Regions from separate parts of the Zea mays genome. Here regions 1 and 3 are each linked to region 2. A link is a contact called in public Hi-C data. All regions are on one chromosome and are shown on one strand. The core of a region is the stretch at or near the end of the contact, and the rest is flanking DNA. Distances in the headings are between cores, read along the strand shown.

Region 1 (4,315 bases), core at 791-3,290, 440 kb after region 2:
CTGCAGCTTGTCAAACACCAGGGTTAAGTCTTCCACTAGGGTCGACCCTCTCTTAGTCTTGACTACAATGTCATCGACGTACACTTCCACCTTGTCCCTAATCAGGTCCCCGAAAGTCTTACTCATCGCCCGCACAAATGTCGGCAAAGCGTTTTTCAGACCGTAAGGCATTACGACATAGCAGTAAAGCCCATCCACTGTTACAAAAGCGGTATGCTTCCTATCTTCCCTAGACATCTGGATTTGATGGAAATCAGAGTAAGCATCTAAGAAGGACAAGAGGTCGCACCCGGAGGTAGAATCCATGATTTGATCTATACGTGGAAGTGGATACGGGTCCTTGGGACAAGCTTTATTAAGGCTGGTGTAGTCGATACACATCTGAAGCTTCCCGTTTGCCTTTGGGACGATGACTAGATTGGCCAGCCACACTGGGTGATGAACCTCTTCGATGAAGCCAGCGTCTAGCAACTTCCGGACCTCCTTACGGATGAAGTCTTGCCGCTCAATGGACTGTCTCCGAGGCTTCTGACTCACCGGTTTGGCGTCAGGGTGGATCTTCAGATGGTGCTCGATCACCTCCATGGGGATCCCAGGCATCTGTGACGGCTCCCATGCGAACACGTCGGCATTTGCCTGGAGGAAGACGAAGAGCAAGCACCTAAAGCATGGTATGAATGCCTAAGAGGTTTCCTTATTGCAAATTCATTTAAAATTGGGAAGCCGATCCTACTTTATTCACGAAGACTATTGATGGACATTTATTTGTATGCCAAATATGTAACACCGAAAATTCCACTTTGGAAATTATAACATCAATAATTAAAAATGTCCCAAAATAAATATATTGCCTAAATAAAAGATTAAAATAAAAGATACTTAGAAATTAAATTATACTTGGTTTATGTGTTAGACTCTTCTTTTGGATTAAATAATTAGAAATATTCTCTAGATATGATGAGATAAGACTATACTTTAGTATCAAAATTATGTAATTGTGTCTTTAAAACATGTGATTTAGATATATAATCACAATAAGATTTCTCATGTGTGATAAAACAAGTGGGATATTTCTTTCATTAACTAGGTAGTTTAAAATATTTAAATAAACACAGTAGAAATAAATGAAAACTTATGCAAAAACATGTTAAAACCCTAGTCCTAAGTATTTTCGAAATTTTAAGTTTAAAGCTTGAATCAAATTGGAATTTGAAAAAACAATAGAAAAAGAAAAAAAAAGAAAAGAGAAACTTATCTCTGCGACTGGGCCGAAATTTCCCCTTGGCCCACTACCATACGCGCGCTCGGCCCAGTTCACCATAACGCCCTGCTACGCGGCCGATTCACACAGCCAGGCTGACTCATGGGTCCGCCTTGTCGGTGACCTTTCGGCCATGCACGTCGATCCGTTGGACGCTGTGATACGGGGCCCTCCTGTCAGCCGTTTCTTCCCCACACAACAGAGCTTCGGGCGCAACAACCTCACCGAGATCCGCTCAACGCAAGCTGGCATTGGATTCTTCCGTGACTGATCTTCTCGGATCGGACTTGCTCCTCCCAACGTCTATAAAGGTCGCCATGGCCCCGGTTTCCATTACAGCCGTCGTGGTGAGCAGATGGGAGCGTGAGGGTGAAGAGTAGCAGCACCACCGCTGGTGTCAAGGCAAGCTTCACCATTGGCCGCGATAAGTCGCTCGGGGGTTTCGTGAAGCTCGGCGGAAGTCTCGGCAGCGTGATTGGTGGCGGCTTTCGGGAGGAACTGGGCAAATTGCTCGTCGGAGCGTGTACCTCGCTGCAAAGCCACGGTCGCTTTGGCCAGCGCGCGCCGTCGTCTATCTCCGGTAGGTGCCCCATTCGTGTTCACATTAATCTCCTCGTCAAATAGCACCGATCGTTCTTGTGTTTGGGGATCTGCTGCCTCGGCGCATGTTCGTCGGCGATGGCGCCGCCGCTGGTGGCCTGTGCGCTGCCGCGGGCTGACCGTGGGTAGGGAGGAAAGCTTCTAGCCGTCGGATGAACGATCAGTGATCAAGAACATAGCTTGGGTAACGTTTCGGCCGGCAGAACGCGCACCGTTGGATTCCGATGAAGTGAACGCGAGTAGTTCTCAGCTATTTAAAATCTGGACCGTTGGTTTTGAATCCTGCAATCCGGATTCAATACTGGATGGTTAAAGTATTAATCTAATCCGGGTCGTCCGGATCGGATCGGGCGGCTGTGTGATGTCCATACCCCTTCGCCGTGGAACTTTGCTAAAGAGCCCCTAACCTTTTGAAAAATAAACCCGCCATCCCTCTCAGGTTTAATTCGATTACGGTTAGATCCCGGGTATTTGCAAATTAGCCCTTATCACCCATAAAACTTCAAAAAATCATAACTTGAACATTTTAACTCCTTTTTGATCCATTCCAATTGCAATAAATCCATAATAATATTGTTTATCTCCTGGTAACTTTATTTTGTTATGAAACATAAATTTAAATTATGTACTTAATTTCTTTTGTACCAAACTCCTAAATCTTTAGAAAATCATAACTTTATAACTGTAACTCCGAATTTAGTGGTTCTCGATCCCACGATCTCGTAGCATCACGTAGGATATTATTATGGAGTTTGTCCTTATGTTTGGTGTGATATTAATTTTGTCTATACCATGTTTGTTTGTATTGCTACTAAAAGGGAATTAGGCATACACCTATTTCCTAATTGATTTTGTTGTTTGAATTGCCCAACACAAATAATTAGACTAACTAGTTTGCTCTAGTCTATAAGTTCTACAGGTGCCAAAGGTTCACAATAAGCCAATAAAAAAACCAAGAAAATGGTTCAAACAAGAGAGCAAGGGACAACCGAAGTGCTCCCTGGTCTGGCGCATCGGACTGTCCGGTGTGCCACCGGACAGTGTCTGGTGCACCAGGGGACTCCAAGCTGAACTCTTCACCTTCGGGAATTCTCGGAGGCGCTTCGCTATAATTCACCGGACTGTCCGGTGCCCCAAGGGAGAGCGACTCTGAACTCGCTAGCTTCGGGAATCCGCTCCGCTAAAATTCACCGAACTATCCGGTGTAACACCGGACTGTCCGGTGAGCCAGCGGAGCAACGGCTACTTCACGCGCAACGGTAGACTGCAACGCATTAAATGCGCGCCTGCGCGCGCAGAGGACAGAGCACGCGCGGGTGGCACACCGGACAGTCTACAGGACTTGTCCGGTGCACCACCGGACAGGCAGGCGGGCCCACAAGACAGAGCTCCAACGGTCGGAACCCAACGGCCAGGTGACGTGGCTGGCGCACCGGACAGTGTCCGGTGGCGCACCGGACTGTCCGGTGCGCCATGCGACAGAAGCCTTCACCAAACGGCTAGTTTGGTGGTTGGGGTTATAAATACCCCCAACCACCCCACATTCAAGTCATCCAAGTTTTTCACCTTCCAACTACTTACAAGAGCTCTAGCATTCAATTCTAGACACACCCAAGTGATCAAATCCTCTCCCAATTCCACACAAAGCTTTAGTGATAAGTGAGAGAGATTTGTTGTGTTCTTTTGAGCTCTTGCGCTTGGATTGCTTCTTTCTTTCATTCTTTCTTGCGAACAACTCAATTGTAACCGAGGCAAGAGACACCAATTGTGTGGTGGTCCTTGCGGGGAAGTTTGTTCCCGTTTGATTGAGAAGAAGAAGCTCACTCGGTCCGAGGGACCGTTTGAGAGAGGGAAAGGGTTGAAAGAGACCCGGTCTTTGTGACCACCTCAACGGGGAGTAGATTTGAGAGAATCGAACCTTGGTAAAACAAATCCTTGTGTCACACTCTTCATTCGCTTGCGATTTGTTTTGCGCCCTCTCTCGGACTCGTTTATATTTCTAACGCTAACCCGGCTTGTAGTTGTGATTAAGTTTGTAAATTTCAGATTCGCCCTATTCACCCCCCCTCTAGGCGACTTTCAATTGGTATCAAAGGTCGGTGCTTCATTAGATCCTAACCGCTCAAAGTGATGTCGGGAGATCACGCCAAGAAGGAAATGGTGACCGGCGAGAAGCCCGCTACAAGCCACGGGAAGGCTCCATCGGGAGAGTCCTACAACAAAGGGAAGGGGAAGGAAAAGGAATCCCCTTCACACAAGTCGCGTCGGAGCAGTGACAAGAAGAAGAAGATGAGGAAGGTGGTCTACTACGAGATCGACACCTCATCGTCATCCACCTCCGGCTCCGACACGCTGTCTGTCACTTCTAATAAGCGCCATGAGCGCAAGAAGTTTAGTAAGATCCCCCTACGCTATCCTCGCATTTCTAAACATACGCCATTACTTTCCGTCCCA
Region 2 (4,305 bases), core at 1,676-4,175:
TGGTAAGTTAGGTCACATGACAGGTAAAAGCACTACAATGTGAAAGCAATCCCGGAGATAAGAACTCGAAGCGACGGCTAAAACGACGGAACAAAAGGTGAAGGTCTACGGAGTCCGAGTGTCAAGGAGATGTGGACACTCGCGATTTAGTTAGGTCTTTTATTCTCTTTTAGCCGTACTATAAAGAGGGGTTGTCGATGAGTAGTTTGACCAAGAGAGTTCTAGTGTAGTGTTGGTGCACAATCACACTCATACACAGTGCTAGGTGTCACTCTAGAACTCACATACAAGTTAGAGCGAAAACCGATTTGAAAATCATTTGAAAAACAAGACTTAGGGTTTCTGGCTTTGGGGCACCGGACTGTCCGGTGTGCACCGGACTGTCCGGTGCACCCTCTGTCAGGTGGGACCAGGCTGGTTCACAGCAGAGCCTTCCCAGTCGCAGAAACCCGAGAGCGCTGCCTTCGGAGATGAATTTTAGTGGCACACCGGACATCGCACCGGACTGTCCGGTGTGCACCGGACAGTGGACTGTTCACTGTCCGGTGCGCCATGAGTCCAACGGCTCTGTGTCAGAACTAGCCGTTGGAAGTGACCGTTGGCGCACCGGTGGCGCACCGTTGGCGCACCGGTGGCGCACCGGACTGTCCGGTGCGCCATCGCGCAGCAAGTTTCCTGTAACGGCTAGTTGGTGGGTGAGGGCTATTTATACCCCTTCCACCCACCATATTCAATGTCTTGCACTCCACATTTATTCCAGCACCTTGGTAGAGTATTGCAAGCACCAAAAGCCTAGTGAGGAGATTAGAGAATCATAATCCGCGCTTGTTCCTCATTAGCGCTAGTGAGAGCCACCTAGAGCACACACCACTTGCATTAGGCTTCTCTTGGTCAAGCGAAAGTCTATGGCTTGTTACTCTTGGTGATCGGCATCACCTAGACGGCTTGGTGGCGTTGGGAGCTCGGTGATCACCGTGAAGATCTTGTTGGTGACCCGACTCAAGTTTGTAAGCGGTCTCGAGGGATCCACCGCGCCGGAGTGGCAAAGGATCATCTCGTAGTGAGCACTTGGTTCTTGCGAGGACCAAGGGGGAGCGATACCCTTGCGCGGGTGCTCCAACGAGGACTAGTGGAGAGCGCCGACTCTTCGATACCTCGGGAAAAATTGGAGGAGTCTTCTAAACTTTGCTTTACATTCCGCACTTAATTCAAGCTATTTACTTTGTGTATTTGTTTAGCAAGTATTTGAAGCATTGTTTTAGCCTTGTTACATTTCTAGTATTATTTTCTTAGTGCTAGTTGTTGGGGTGAAGTTGGGCTCTTGTTTAGCTCTTGCTTAGGTTTTAATTAGTGTTGATTTTTAGAAAAGCCCAATTCACCCCCCCTCTTGGGCATCGTGATCCTTTCACTAACAACCGCGTAACGCGCGAATTTTATGTGAAAAATGCCATGACTTATGACTGAGACGAGCGAGGGCTGGGTGTCTCTTGAAATAATTTTTTCTGTTTTAAAAACTCGTTTAATGTTTATGAAAATACTTTTCACTAGCGATTTTCTTAACTCAACTGCCAGTGAAATCGATTTTCACTGGCGGTTCTTAGTTATCCGCCTGTAAAATGATAATTTCTACTGGCTCCTAGCACCGGCGGTTCCAAGAAACACTAGTGAAAATTGGTTCACAACCGCCGCTATAGAGCGTCTGTGTACTAATGGAACGGGCTCGATCGGTGCCTCTACTGTTGATGTTGATGGTGCCTCGTTACCCGCTCGTTATCATGCATATGATCGTGTGCGAAATAATGTTTGCACCACATATAATAGTGTTTGTTGAGCGGGGTTTGATATAGAAAACAAGATAGAGAATGGGATATACTCCCTCCAGGTCTAAAATTCTTGACGAGAAGTCATTAACTAGAGTGCATGTTTCCCGTTTTACCTTTAGTAAATAAGGTCGTGTGGCATTGGAGGTCATTATATTCTCTTAGCTCATGTGGTTGGAAAGACATTTTTGAAGCCTACGGTCTCCGGTTCAACTCCTGGCCGTGCATTAGAGGCCCTTTTTTCGCGATGGGATTTATTTTGCTGCATCCGTCATTTTTTTCGTTCGCGCCAATGTTGCCGCTGCATGCCATTTTTTTCGCGCCAATGTTGCCGATGCGTGGATGTAATCCGGCTAGCTATCACTAGATGCATTGCAAACGTACTGGTGCCAGATATCCAAAATAATCCAGCTAACCAGATACTACTACTCTACTACTAACTGTGGTGCTTGTTCATGATGGATTTGAATATGGAACCACCGAACAATGAAATTGGTAATGCCGGTCTTCATTTTCTTTTCTTTTTAGCTCGTGACAAAGTGTCTATGCTGCTCCACAATTTCAGCATGTTTAATACGCATGCATGCAGAGAAAATAAGGAGCCCCATGTAGCAAGGGGAATTAAATGCGCAACATTGGTGCACGCTAAGCGCGCATGCAGGGGCAAAAACGGCTAAATTTGCATGCAAAAGCTAAAACATCAAAATTTTTGATCCATTCCTTCGTTGCCTTAAACGTCAATTTAGACTAGAGGGAGTAGGAGAGCTGCTGGAGACGATAGCCTTAGCGCTGTCCGTCATATATACTTGGTTCCTCTCCTTTGTTTTCTTAAGCTAGCTATAGTACACCCCGCAGGTTAATTAGTTACTACATACTCGTAGTGCTAGCTAGGTACCCCGGATTATCCTAGATTAGATCTGTGTACGTGGACAGTAGCATATGAGACGCAAGAGACTCACCAACCACCCACCGCCTTCTGATTCCCTTGCGTCCGCATGCTTCTCCAACCGAGCAGAAAGTGTTGGTGGGTAGGAGTACATGTACTTGGAGAAGTGGGAGATCTCCTCTGCTGCTGCGCTGGGTCCTCACTTGTGCCGCACCGCACGGGGAACATGTGCTTCTTGTGCTGTGCCAGTGCCATGCATGCATCCAACTGTTCCTTACGTAAGTGTGTGCGTGAGCGCGTGGTCAGGGCGCTCGGTCGGTCGGTCGCGGCGCGTTCATGCCTGAAAAATCGCCGTCGAGATGCGCGCGCGCGTGGCTCCACTCCACTCCACCGGGGCTTCTTCTGATCTGATTAATTAATAAATAAATTAATAAGCACGCTCTCGCCGCTCGGCCAGGTTGCATGCACGAGTTGTCCGGTGCGTGTCGGCACGGGCATGGGCGCATGACGCGGAGTCCACGCTACCAGGCCCCGCCGACGCCGACGCCGACGTGATAGATGGCGTCGTCCTGTGTCCTGCAAAAAGATCCTGCTGTCCTTGTTCAGAAAACAAAAAAGAAATCCTCCTGTCCACGGCGACGACGCGCTCTGCCAGCCAGACGCTGCACCTGCATGCACGCACCAAACCACCGGCTTTGCTCGCGCTGGTGTGGCACGTGCGTGCTAGCAGTGGCAAGTCTGTTTGGTTTGGAGTAATCAGGTATTAGGGTTTTTGCAGAATTAAGGTTATGACAATTGGTTGAGTATGAAGGGAAAAATACCATGGTGTTCAGAAGCATTTTCTTGAGATTAATCTCAGAGCTTTGTACATGCCATGCACCTTTGTGATATCGCAATCTTGTACCAAAGATATTCATTCTTTGATATCACACCGTCTTGGTCGAGGGAGGGGCGACACATGTTTTGCCCTTATTAAATAAGATGTTTAGTATATTCTATATGAGAAATTATCATCATAGGTGTACTGGCTAGTAGTGCCAGGAGTTGCAAGACAAGACGTCGCATATTTTTTCCTCATATGAAACATACCAAACACCCTATTTAAAAAATAAGAGTATAGAGACGAGGGGGTCTTTTTTGCCCCTATACTCGGCGGCAGGTCCCCTAGGGATCCTGGTGCCAAAAAAATGCAAAAATATTCATAATTGAGCCTCTGTAGTCCATTATTGGGACGGTAGCCACTCATTTTTTTTTCGCAATATTTCAGTTCTGGAGTATAGTTTTAAAATCTAAATATTTTAAATGAAAAAAAGCGCAACACTAGTGCATAGCGGGGTAACAGGCCACGAGCAATGGGCCATATAAAGCCCATGTACGGATGTAAGAAGCGGTCAGCCCAAATAAGTGAATTACGGTTCCTTCTTCTCGCTCGTGACCAACATCGTTCGCAGGTAATTGTCGTACCTGGTCAGCCCAAATAAGTGTAATTGTATCTAAAGACCATCTTTTACGGCCTTATGTTTTTTTTGGGGTGATAGATTACTCCATTTGTTGGCCCATCACTGCTAAAGAGGCCGAGTGGATCGAGCTCTCGCGAAG
Region 3 (4,371 bases), core at 1,309-3,808, 460 kb before region 2:
ACCGAGAGTTGGTCATCATTGGAGAGTTGGTAAACATTCGAGAGTTGGTCATCATCGGAGAGTTGGTCATCTGGTCCGTCTCGTAGAGTTGGTCGGCGGAGGTGGTCATTGGAGAATTGGCCATCATCGGAGAGTTAGTCATCACCGAAGAGTTGGTAATCACCGGAGAGTTGGTCATCATCGAAGAGTTGGTAATCACCGGAGAGTTGGTCATCGTTAAAGAGTTGGCCATCCGGTCTGCCAAGCAGAGTTGGTCAGCGGAGGCGGTCATCGGAGAGTTGGTCATCATGGGAGAGTTGGTCATCTAGTCCGCCTCGCAAAGTTGGTCGGCGGAGGTGGTCATCGAAGATTTGGTCATCATCCAAGAGTTGGTCATCACCATAGAGTTGGTCATCATCTAAGAGTTTGTCATCGTCGAAGAGTTGGTCATCATCCGTGAGTTGGTCATCCGATCCGTCTCGCAAAGTTGGTCGACGGAGGTGGTCATCGGAGAGTTGGTCATCGTCGAAGAGTTGGTCATTATCCATGAGTTGGTCATCATCACAGAGTTGGTTATCCGATCCGCCTCGCCGAGTTGGTCAGTAGAGGTGGTCATCAGAGAGTTGGTCATCACAGAGAGTTGGTCATCATCCGAGAGTTGGTCATCACCAGAGAGTTGGTCATCATCTAAGAGTTTGTCATCATCGGAGAGTTGGTCATCATCCATGAGTTGGTCATCATCGGAGAGTTGGTCATCCGGTCTGCCTCGCAGAGTTGGTCGGCAAAGTTTTGGTTGGCAAGTAGGCCATTTTTAGTGCCTATTTCGGGTACCCGATTCCCGAGTACTCGACACCACCTCTAACAGCCCTAATCTTTCTTGTGTTGTTCATCACTGAATGACTCCAACAATTCCCCCTCCCCCTCTCCCTCTTTTAGGTGAGAGAAGAAAATCCCCCTCTTGAGGTGGGTGCTAATATCCCCTTTCACTAATCAGTGTATTAACTATAAAATTAATCTTTTTTGAGTTTAATTACTGAAAAATGTGTATTATGGTATTACAAATATTGTACTAAGTCAAACTAGGTATGTGCCCATGCGTTGCCACGTCAGTTAAAAATAGTATAAAACATATATACAGAACGATAAATATCATTATTATATTTATACTGAACGATAAATATCAACTTGATGGGAAGCTGATGGGCGTGTGCGTAGAGGGGGAGGCGGGACGGGGGGGGGGGGGGGGGGGGGGGGGCGACAGAAGAGGGGCGAGGCCTGGACCACTGAGGTTGCGCTGGCAGGGGGCGCATATCCCGAGCATCGCAGAGCTGAGGCCGGACGAAGGGGGCATGGTAGCTCCCGTGGTCTACAGTAGTTTCTTAATAGGTAGTAGAGATAGATATATCTTTTCTCTGCTACCTATTATAGTTAGGTGTCCGTACGTTTCTACGATTTTTATTCAAACATTTTCTAAACCTTTACAATTAAACCAACTATAAAGATGTTTTTGTTGGTACCCCATTTAAGAAAAAATATGAAGTAGCAAATGGTCGTAGTGGAAGGTCACCAATGAACTGATATAGAGCAAAAGTTGTAGCTTGACTTTGTGCTTCTTATTCATAAATTTGGTTTAATAATGACAATTCAGATAAAAAGGGATAAAATACTATTGTGATTTGTTAGCACCAATATCTCAGTGCATCATGCACTTATAATAATAATTACTTAGCAATTCACCTGTTTTATGAAAACATGCAATTTGTAGGTCGAAGACCCATTATAATGCAGTTTGTAGCTCCAACATTCTTGTTATATATTAAATAAGTGATGAACATGGCTCAGTTAGCAGTTATCGTAGTGGAAGGTCAGCAATGGACTGATATAGAGCAAATCAGCAAAAGCCGCAACTCGACTTTGTGCTTCATGTTCATAAATTGGGTTTAATAAGGGCAATTTAGATAAGAAGAGATAAGATAATACTGTGACTTGTTACACACTGATATCTCAGTGCATCGTGCACATATAATGATAATTACTATCATGTAGAGAAGTGCCATGCTTTAATTATAGTAGAGAAATGTGTCCTATAATTTGCGTTCTCATACGATTTGGCAGGATTGGCTTAATCTATGATTTTCTTGGTAAAGCTTATGCTTATATATTTCGTCACCAACAAAAAAAAATTATGAACAGAGACCGTATATTTCGTGATCACCAGAGACCGTATATACCCGTAGGAGTGCGGGTTGTTTTCGAAGAAATGCAAGGAGTTTTTAAAATTTATTGACGTAGGACGACCGTTAAAACTGGTGCTTTAATATAGTAGAGATATATATACCTCTTAAAATGTAAATGAGAGCTGAATACAAGGAATAACCAGAGAAGAGAAATAGGGAATTGAATGAAAGAGAGATATTTAAAAATGAATAGAAAGAGCGGGGCTGCGGCGGAAGGGTTGCCGAAACCAGTGGATGTTAATCCGTGTTCTTGCCCGCGTGTTGTTAGCCGTTAGGCTCGGAAGCAGGCCCCCGATCTTCGGTTGTCTGAAAACTTGGCCCAACATGAAAACAGTGCGCCTGAAGGCCCAGGCCGTCAGCTCTTGCGGGAAGCACTCAATTGTAATACTGTGAAGTCTGAACCGGCTGGCCTGGCCGTTGCTGAGGGAGAGGATAAAGAACACCGAAATGCCACTCCTGCTGCTCCCACCACCGGCGTGCACCACGGCAGCGACGTCGCTCGCTTTCTCGCGGCCCCGGCCTTCGCGGGCGCGTTGGGCCAACCTCTCTTACGCGTTCCCCCGCCTGAGGAAATACGGGCGTCGCCACCGCGAGCCCGTGGCCGGCCCCAGCCTCGATGATGACGGCGGCGAGGAGGATGAGACGGAGGCAGAGGACTGGGAGTCCGACGATGGCGATGAAGAGATGGAGATAGACGAGGAGGAGTTTCTGACGATGCGGCCCAAACCGGCGGGATTTGGCGAGGGGAAAACATATTCCACTGACATTGAGGAGCAGCTTCTCCGGGAGATGGGCTTTGGCGGGGGCGCGGCGCGGCGAGGAGAGGCGGCCCCGGCCAATCGCCGCGCCGGGGATAGTTCCACCAAAGTAGCTGCCGCAGGTTGGCTCTCTCTCTGCTATCCTGTCCCCTACTAGTATTACGTTATCCTTTCTTTATTTCTTGAGCATGGGAGTTACACTCGGGTACAACAGCGAATTAAAAAAAAAACAAGAAGAAGATCCCCTGTATGTAATTTCATTTAGAAACTAAAAATGTAGCCCGACAACACGTCATGCAAGGTGGCAACATTTATAAAGAAGGGCGGCGAAATTAGATAACGTCGTCAGCAACAAGCCTGAATGCTGCTCTGAATGTAGTCACATCGGCATAATCACAGTTCCTTATGAAAAAAAATCGTTCGTTCATCTTCTTAGAAAACAAAAACGGTGCAAATACTCCTGCCCATCTTGTCATCCCTAACAATCGGACTTAGAAAAGGTAAAAAAATAACAGAATTGCCCACCTTTTCTTTTTCTGGGGTGCTATTTCCCTTTGTTTTAGTTATTTATGACATTTTGCTCAGCTACATTCATGTTGAGAAGATGCCACTCATTTGGTCATCCACCGCTGGAAAGTAAATGCAATGTGTGATATATTTCTCAAATAACCTTGATTGCATTTCCTGCTTTTACTTCCCCCAGGCAAATAGAGATCTGTGTTCTACAACTGAATGTGTCCTTGCCATTCCATTGGCAGAATCTTGAACATTATCAAAATATGATATCCTTGAACTAAGTAAATCCAGAACAATGTTTTGTGTTGGTTGAAAAAGAAATAAATATTAGTGGGGACATGCAAGGTAAGGTTGAGGAAACTGTTTTCTTCAGCACAGAAGTAATTGAACTTTGTGCGAAAAATGTTGAATTCAACCATGAGTCAAACCTGCAATTTTCTTTGATGCATATTGCCAGTCCACTTGTCTGGAAATGTATGGCCATAATATGTCATGTACTCGGAAGTCAGAACTTGATAGACATCATAGGTAGCACGGACAAGTATATAAATAAATCATGAACGATAGAACTACTCATTTGAAGCTAGCAGTACTGGTAAACTGTAAAGAAATGAAACCGTGTACGTGTAATAATCATTTCCCAATGACTCGTTTGAGTTAGATGAGGCAATGGCCCTATACCATGCATGAAACAACTATAAAAGTTGTTGAGAAAACAACGACCTTATGATCCTTTTTTTGTTCCTTCCAAGTTCCAAAACTAGACAAAGTTGATGCCACATGTTCTTCCTCCATATAAACATGGCTTGACAAGGTTTTATTTCCATCCCGAATCCAGCTCTTAATGTAATGACAGATAAAGAAAGTCTGCATGAAAGATT

The links. Hi-C and Micro-C count contacts between places; a contact is called where the count stands out from the background.
Region 1: a Hi-C map of endosperm shows a contact between it and region 2, with 2.9 times the contacts expected there. The contact joins two enhancer-like sites. A contact is called at or near these places in 3 of 25 Hi-C or Micro-C datasets (bundle sheath, endosperm and tassel).
Region 3: a contact with region 2 is called in a Hi-C map of ear, with 3 times the contacts expected there. The contact joins the promoter of LOC100276961 here to the enhancer-like site in region 2. A contact is called at or near these places in 3 of 25 Hi-C or Micro-C datasets (bundle sheath, ear and tassel).

The regions. Positions count from the first base shown.
Region 1 is chr5:94,381,311-94,385,625 of Zm-B73-REFERENCE-NAM-5.0, reverse strand. No RefSeq gene overlaps it. Among protein-coding and RNA genes, the nearest start is that of LOC100285564, 81 kb to the left of the region's middle. Within about 2 kb of position 2,040, at least 17 of the 20 cell types and tissues checked have an H3K27ac peak or open chromatin away from gene starts, as enhancers often do. A contact at or near this core is called in bundle sheath, endosperm and tassel, where this site is marked.
Region 2 is chr5:94,820,526-94,824,830 of Zm-B73-REFERENCE-NAM-5.0, reverse strand. No RefSeq gene overlaps it. Among protein-coding and RNA genes, the nearest start is that of LOC103626716, 23 kb to the left of the region's middle. Within about 2 kb of position 2,925, at least 20 of the 20 cell types and tissues checked have an H3K27ac peak or open chromatin away from gene starts, as enhancers often do. A contact at or near this core is called in bundle sheath, ear, endosperm and 1 more, where this site is marked.
Region 3 is chr5:95,278,455-95,282,825 of Zm-B73-REFERENCE-NAM-5.0, reverse strand. It overlaps LOC100276961, which reads left to right and starts at 2,558. Exons shown (of 3, transcript NM_001150649.2): 1 at 2,558-3,096. The coding sequence starts at 2,664.